Linked DNA regions of Mus musculus: region 1 is linked to region 2. The links are chromatin contacts, called in public HiChIP or PLAC-seq maps. All regions are on one chromosome and are shown on one strand. Each heading gives the region's core, a stretch centred on a gene start, on an enhancer-like site or on the middle of the called end of the contact. The rest is flanking DNA. Distances are from core to core; before and after follow the strand shown.

Region 1 (2,700 bases), core at 86-2,585, 45 kb before region 2:
CCATCCTCGTGTTTTCCCGTTGACGTTCTTCTGAGTGGGTTACCCTTCCTCTCTGCTTTCCTACCCACCCACCTTCCGACCACTCTGTCAGGGTTGGGAGACACTGTAAATTACGGTTTTCTTTTCTGGAGGGAGGGGACAGAGAGGTTTGAGATGCTCTGTAGGCTAGGCTAGACTTGACCTTGTTATCATCCTTGATTTCCTGAGTGCTAAGATTATAAGCATGATATATCATGCATAGCTAGATTTATGGACTTTACAGGTTTGTTTTTTTTTTTGTTTTTTTTTTTTTTCAAGACAGGGTTTCTCTGTATACCCTTGGCTGTCTTAAAACTTATTCTGTACACCAGGCTGGCCTTAAATTCACAGAGATCTGCCTGCCTCTGCCTCCTGAGTGCTTGAATTAAAGGCATGTGCCACCATGCCCGGCTGATATGTCTCTACCTCCCCAGCACAGGAGTCCCCTGTCTCCACCTCCCCAGTACAGGAGTCCCCTGTCTCCACCTCCCCAGCACAGGAGTCCCCTGTCTCTACCTCTCCAGCACAGGAGTCCCCTGCCTCCACCTCCCCAGCACAGGAGTCCCCTGTCTCCACCTCCCCAGTACAGGAGTCCCCTGTCTCCACCTCCCCAGAACGGGAGCGCAGGCACATGCTGCCACACCTGACTTTTTATATGGATGCTGGGCATCCAAGCTCAAGTCTCCTCTCCAGGCCCTAATGAAGTTGTTTTGTTTTTTGGTTTTGATATTTATTTATTTTTATTTCATATATATATATATATATATATATATATATATATATATATATACATACATATATATATGTATGTATGTATCATTAGGTCCCTTGGAAGCAGTATAAATTAAACCTGGGTCCTCTGCAAGAGCTATAAGTGCTCTTAACTGCTGCCCCTAAATCAGTCTCTTAGGATGGACCTGGTGACATAGCAGCTGTCAGGTATACCAACCAGACTCTAGAGTATGAAGATGTTTAATGACTCTGTCCCTCAAAGCTAGTAGTTTCCTTCTTCCACCAAAGGATTCCCATCCATGTCTTCCTCTCCAGGGCTGGTGCTATATGGATAAACTAGTCCTTGCATTTCCACTCTCTGTCTGTGTGTCTGTGTGTCTTTTTAACTACGTATTGATTGTGAGCTTCCATCATGCTCCCCAGTCTCACTTGTCTCCCCACCCCCTGGTATCCACCCTTGCCCTTGCAGCTTCTTCCTCCCCCAGTAAAAAGCACAAACAAGACAGGAAATACAGCAACACACAGAAAGCACCGTGGAAGCTGTGGTGTGTCACAGTGTCACACAGTACACCCCTCTGCCCACACACCTTCGTTTGCAGATGTTCACTGCAATGAGTCATCGTTCTGGTTTGAGATCTCTGGCTTCTGTGACACCCTCAGTATTGGATTCTCAGGAGGACTCCTCCAGGTTATCCTGTGGTTGTCCTGTGTCATGGAGGTCCTGCAGCTTTGGATCAGTAGGACTGACCTTTACATGTGCCCTAACGGTTCACAGAAGATACAGAAGTTAGGGTGGCCCAACTCAGAATCCTACATCTAGACCAGGGTGCTAGCTGACCTGGTCAGCCCCTGGCTACTTGTCTTCTATCTAAGCCACCCAGTGCTGCCATTGGCAGGAGGCAGGGTCAGCTCTCCCACTCTCATGCCCTCATGTCTCCAGAGCCAGTGCCATTGTGCCCAGTCAAGGTGTGGGGCCCACTCTCCCAAGTGCTGCTCCTTCTCTCATGCTGTAGGAGCTGGTTCACCCACTCCCTCTCCACCAGGATTAGCTCTATTGTGCTGCCCAGGCTAGATGCAGGGTCCACTTTCCCACCAGTGAGAGGCAGGCTCAGCTTTCCCACTCTGTGACCTCTGGGCCAGCTCTCCCAACTACCACAGGAGGTGAGGGGTAAGGGGTGGGAGGGCATCACCCCCTTTCCCACCCCACATCACAGCAGATGAGTGGCAGGGCCTGCTCTCTTATGTTCACACCCACTGGACCAGCTCACCTGCTCCCCCTCCACCAGGGCCGACTCTACTGTGCTTCCCAGGCGAGGTGCAGGACCTGCTCTCCTGAGTGCTGCAGCCAGCGAGGGGCAGGGTCAGCTCACCAGCTCTCATGGCAGAGGACATGATTTAACAAACAAACAAACAAACAAACAAACCATTTCTAGATCTATTGCTGTTTTATACCAGTCAAAGAAACTACAATGATTGTTTTCCTTCATTGTACAACCCAGGAAGAATATTACCTTAAAATTTTCTCTGTACCTGACCGTGCTCTGCTGTAGATGATTAGGGCCCTCCTGTGTTGAGCAAGCTAATGACTTTGTCCTTGAACTTTGTGTTCTGCCCTCAGCGCGCCCATGGGAAGCTTGCTGATGGCCCTGGAGAAGTACTCCGGTGAGACGGTTCAGGAGAGAAGGCAGAAGGAATGGAAGGCCTTGCACGAGCAGAGGCTGGAAGAGTGGTAAGGAGCCTGGAAAGGCACAGCCCAGACAATGGACGGAGGATCTCAGAAGCACTGCTCCGGCCGCGGCAGTTTGCTCTTCCTGAGCTGTCAGTCCATCTAGTCTGTATTGTCTTCTAAGTCTGACCATTAGAGAGCAGGAAAATGAAAGGCACTGATTTTACTTTTTAATCTGACCAGGCTGTTTCTTTAGGTGTGTCTGTCTGTCTTTCCTTTCTTTC
Region 2 (2,700 bases), core at 95-2,594:
CATCCTCCCTCTCCCTGCCCTCTCCTTGTCTCTCACAGTTTTTCATATTCAGGGCAGGGTTTTGGGTGAGCTGCTTTACAGCAGGGCCTCGGACAGTCCGGTTTCCGGAAGTCCAGCTTCCTCCTTGTTTGTGAGAAACCAATGTATACACCACTCCTTAGAAAGCAGATCTTTTGTTTTCTGACCTTAAAAAGTTACATGTGTCAGCTACCCCATTAAAAAAATAGTAATGCAGGACATGGTGGTCCAAGTACATAGAGGCATGGCTTGCACAGATCTCCCATGCCCTCTGAATAATCCTGGAAGTGTAGCTTCTGTAAGACTGCCTTCATAGAAGCAGAAATGCATCGAGAACAAAATATTCTTTGAAGAACATCATAGGAAACACACAGCCCGTTAGAAATATCTTAAAGGCTAATTTTTTGTGCTACATCTTGGGTGTTGGCTGCCAGAGGAAGAAAGCAACACTTAAGAAGAAATATTAAGAGAAAGATTCCATACTAAGAAGTGTCTCAATTCCCCACCCCACCCCAAAGAAAAAGATCAACATTATCTTAGAGGTAGGTTACATTAATTAAGTTGTATCATAGAAACGCACTTTGGAAACCAGACCCCCAGACCAACGCTGTTGGCACATAACAAGATGTAAATGAACATCTAATAGCGATGAAGGAGGCCACAGCTCTAAGCTGCTCGTTGGTTTTATGTGTTGTTGAAATGGCAATGTCCCCACCTCTGTGTTAGAGTTGAAGTTCTTGCTTTAAGTTGCTGTATAACTTTCTGTGTGACCCTCCGCATCCTTTAACCTCATCGAACCAGAACTTTCATAGCTTTAAAGTACTCCAGAGGATACTCTGAAGGGCTCTCCAGTTCACAAAGGGAACAGGGGAGTGTCACAAAGTGAATGGAGAGATACGGCACAGACAGCATCATCTCCCTCAAAACCCCAGCGAGCTTAAGTCAAGTTCCTGAAAGTTCTTTCCTTACCTGAAGACACTTGTGAAAGACGAATCAGCAGCACAAAGAGAAGAATGAGCCTTGGACATGGAAACTTGAGGAGTGGTGTATCCTGCATCAACTGACAATTGCAAGCCATAGCTTCAGATGCTTTGGAGAACATGATGGGGAAAGCCAGGAATCTAGAGCCAATGGAGCTTAGGCACCTCCTAGGCTCACAAAAATCGAGAAACAGAGATGTAGAAAAAGAAGCCTGGATGGCATCCACCCGGCAGATGCTAAAGATGATCCTATTAGTCCACAGAAATGGAACAGAGTGTCTTTGAAGGTTGAGTTTCACAACCTGAAAAAGAGAAACTAGTAAGAGTCTATTGAGGTATAAAACTCCCCAGTAGCTCTATCTTACGACAGAGTGAGAGTTCTGAATCAGGGTGTGGCCATGAGGGCAACTCAAAGGTCCCCAGAACTCTAGGGGAGGTGACTTGTCCAGGCCTGTTCTGAGCACCGGGTGAGCACAGCTGGGTGAAAAAGCTGGGTAAAAGGATTCTGCTTGCGGGGGTGGGGTGACTAACACTAGAACACAGTGAGGTGGTTCCCACCCAACCCCATTTCACATACAACAGCCAAAAAAAAGCAGAGAACCTTCACTAGCAGCTAGGCCATGAAAGCTTAAATTCCATTCTGGACACAGAGTGACTGCCAAAAGTATATTTGTCCAAGGCAGTGTTTTAGTTAGGAAATGGTTTCTTTATATCTTAAAACAGGAAACCAAGAATCTTAAACCCAGTAAGTCCTACAGGGACATCAATCAACCGAGAAATCTACCAGTAAAAGGTAAGGAAAGAGAAGCCACGTTACGAACACCACTTATTGAGACTATGGAGTATTACATGAAGAGGCTTGTCTATCTTTTCTTTTTTCTTCCATAAAGTATCAAAATTGAGAAATGAAAACGAATGACATCCCAGCCGGGCATGGTGGTGCACACCTTTAATTCCCAGCACTCAGGAGGTAAAGGCAGAGGCAGATTTCTGAGTTCGAGGCCAGCCTGGTCTACAGAGTGAGTTCCAGGACAGCCAGGGCTATACAAAGAAACCCTGTCTCGAAAAACCAAAAAACAGAAAAGAAAGAAAGTAAGAAAGTAAGAAAGAAAGAAAAAAAGAAAGAAAGAAAGAAAGGGAGGGAGACAGACATCATGCCTACAACTGGCCTGACATGTGGATCTCTTCTTTTGGAGAGATACCCCTTAGCCAACCAGTTAGCTTGAAGAGACTTGTTACCGGCATTTTCTTGATTAGAAAAACCTCAACTTCGCCCTACAAAAATGTTTGCATCTAGGAAACACAAAAGAATCCTGATGGTGTTTTTCTAACAGTGTTGGAATGCCGCAGCCTTGAGAATAAGAGACCCCAGGAGACTGCTCTGAGGGCAAGTTATGATTGTATGTATGTTTAAAAAGCAGTGAAGTTGGGGAGTTAGGGACTGGGCATGGGACTTGGTCGGTAGAATGCTTAGCTGACATGCAGGGAGCTCTGAGTTCAATTCCCCAGCACGGTATAAACAGTGTCCTGCACTGGAGAGGTGGGAGCAGAGGAGTCGGGAGTTCCAGATTATCTTGGGTTACACTGAAAGTTTGAGGCCAGCCTGGCATATATGAGACCCTGTCTTTAACAACAACAACAACAACAACAACAACAACAAAATATGCATATGATAAGGCTGAAGATAGCGTGTTCTACTAAG

What was found. HiChIP or PLAC-seq counts read pairs in DNA pulled down with a chosen protein or histone mark.
Region 1: a contact with region 2 is called in a BATF HiChIP or PLAC-seq map of CD8 T cells, with 6 read pairs. The contact joins the enhancer-like site here to the promoter of Cd80 in region 2. A contact is called at or near these places in 1 of 15 datasets of contacts at CTCF or cohesin (large pre-B cells), 7 of 484 Hi-C or Micro-C datasets (the C2C12 cell line, CD8 T cells, differentiating embryonic stem cells and 4 more), 6 of 115 datasets of contacts at active chromatin or transcription factors (CD8 T cells, the HPC-7 cell line, effector CD8 T cells and 2 more) and 3 of 9 other capture datasets (adipose tissue, liver and pancreatic islet).

The regions. Positions count from the first base shown.
Region 1 is chr16:38,502,341-38,505,040 of GRCm38.p6, reverse strand. It overlaps Timmdc1 (translocase of inner mitochondrial membrane domain containing 1), which reads left to right. Exons shown (of 7, transcript NM_024273.2): 6 at 2,369-2,479. Among named protein-coding and RNA genes, the nearest start is that of Timmdc1, 19 kb to the left of the region's middle. Within about 2 kb of position 1,335, at least 16 of the 459 cell types and tissues checked have an H3K27ac peak or open chromatin away from gene starts, as enhancers often do. A contact at or near this core is called in CD8 T cells and regulatory T cells, where this site is marked.
Region 2 is chr16:38,457,577-38,460,276 of GRCm38.p6, reverse strand. It overlaps Cd80 (CD80 antigen), which reads right to left and starts at 1,344. Exons shown (of 5, transcript NM_009855.2): 1 at 988-1,344. The coding sequence starts at 1,096.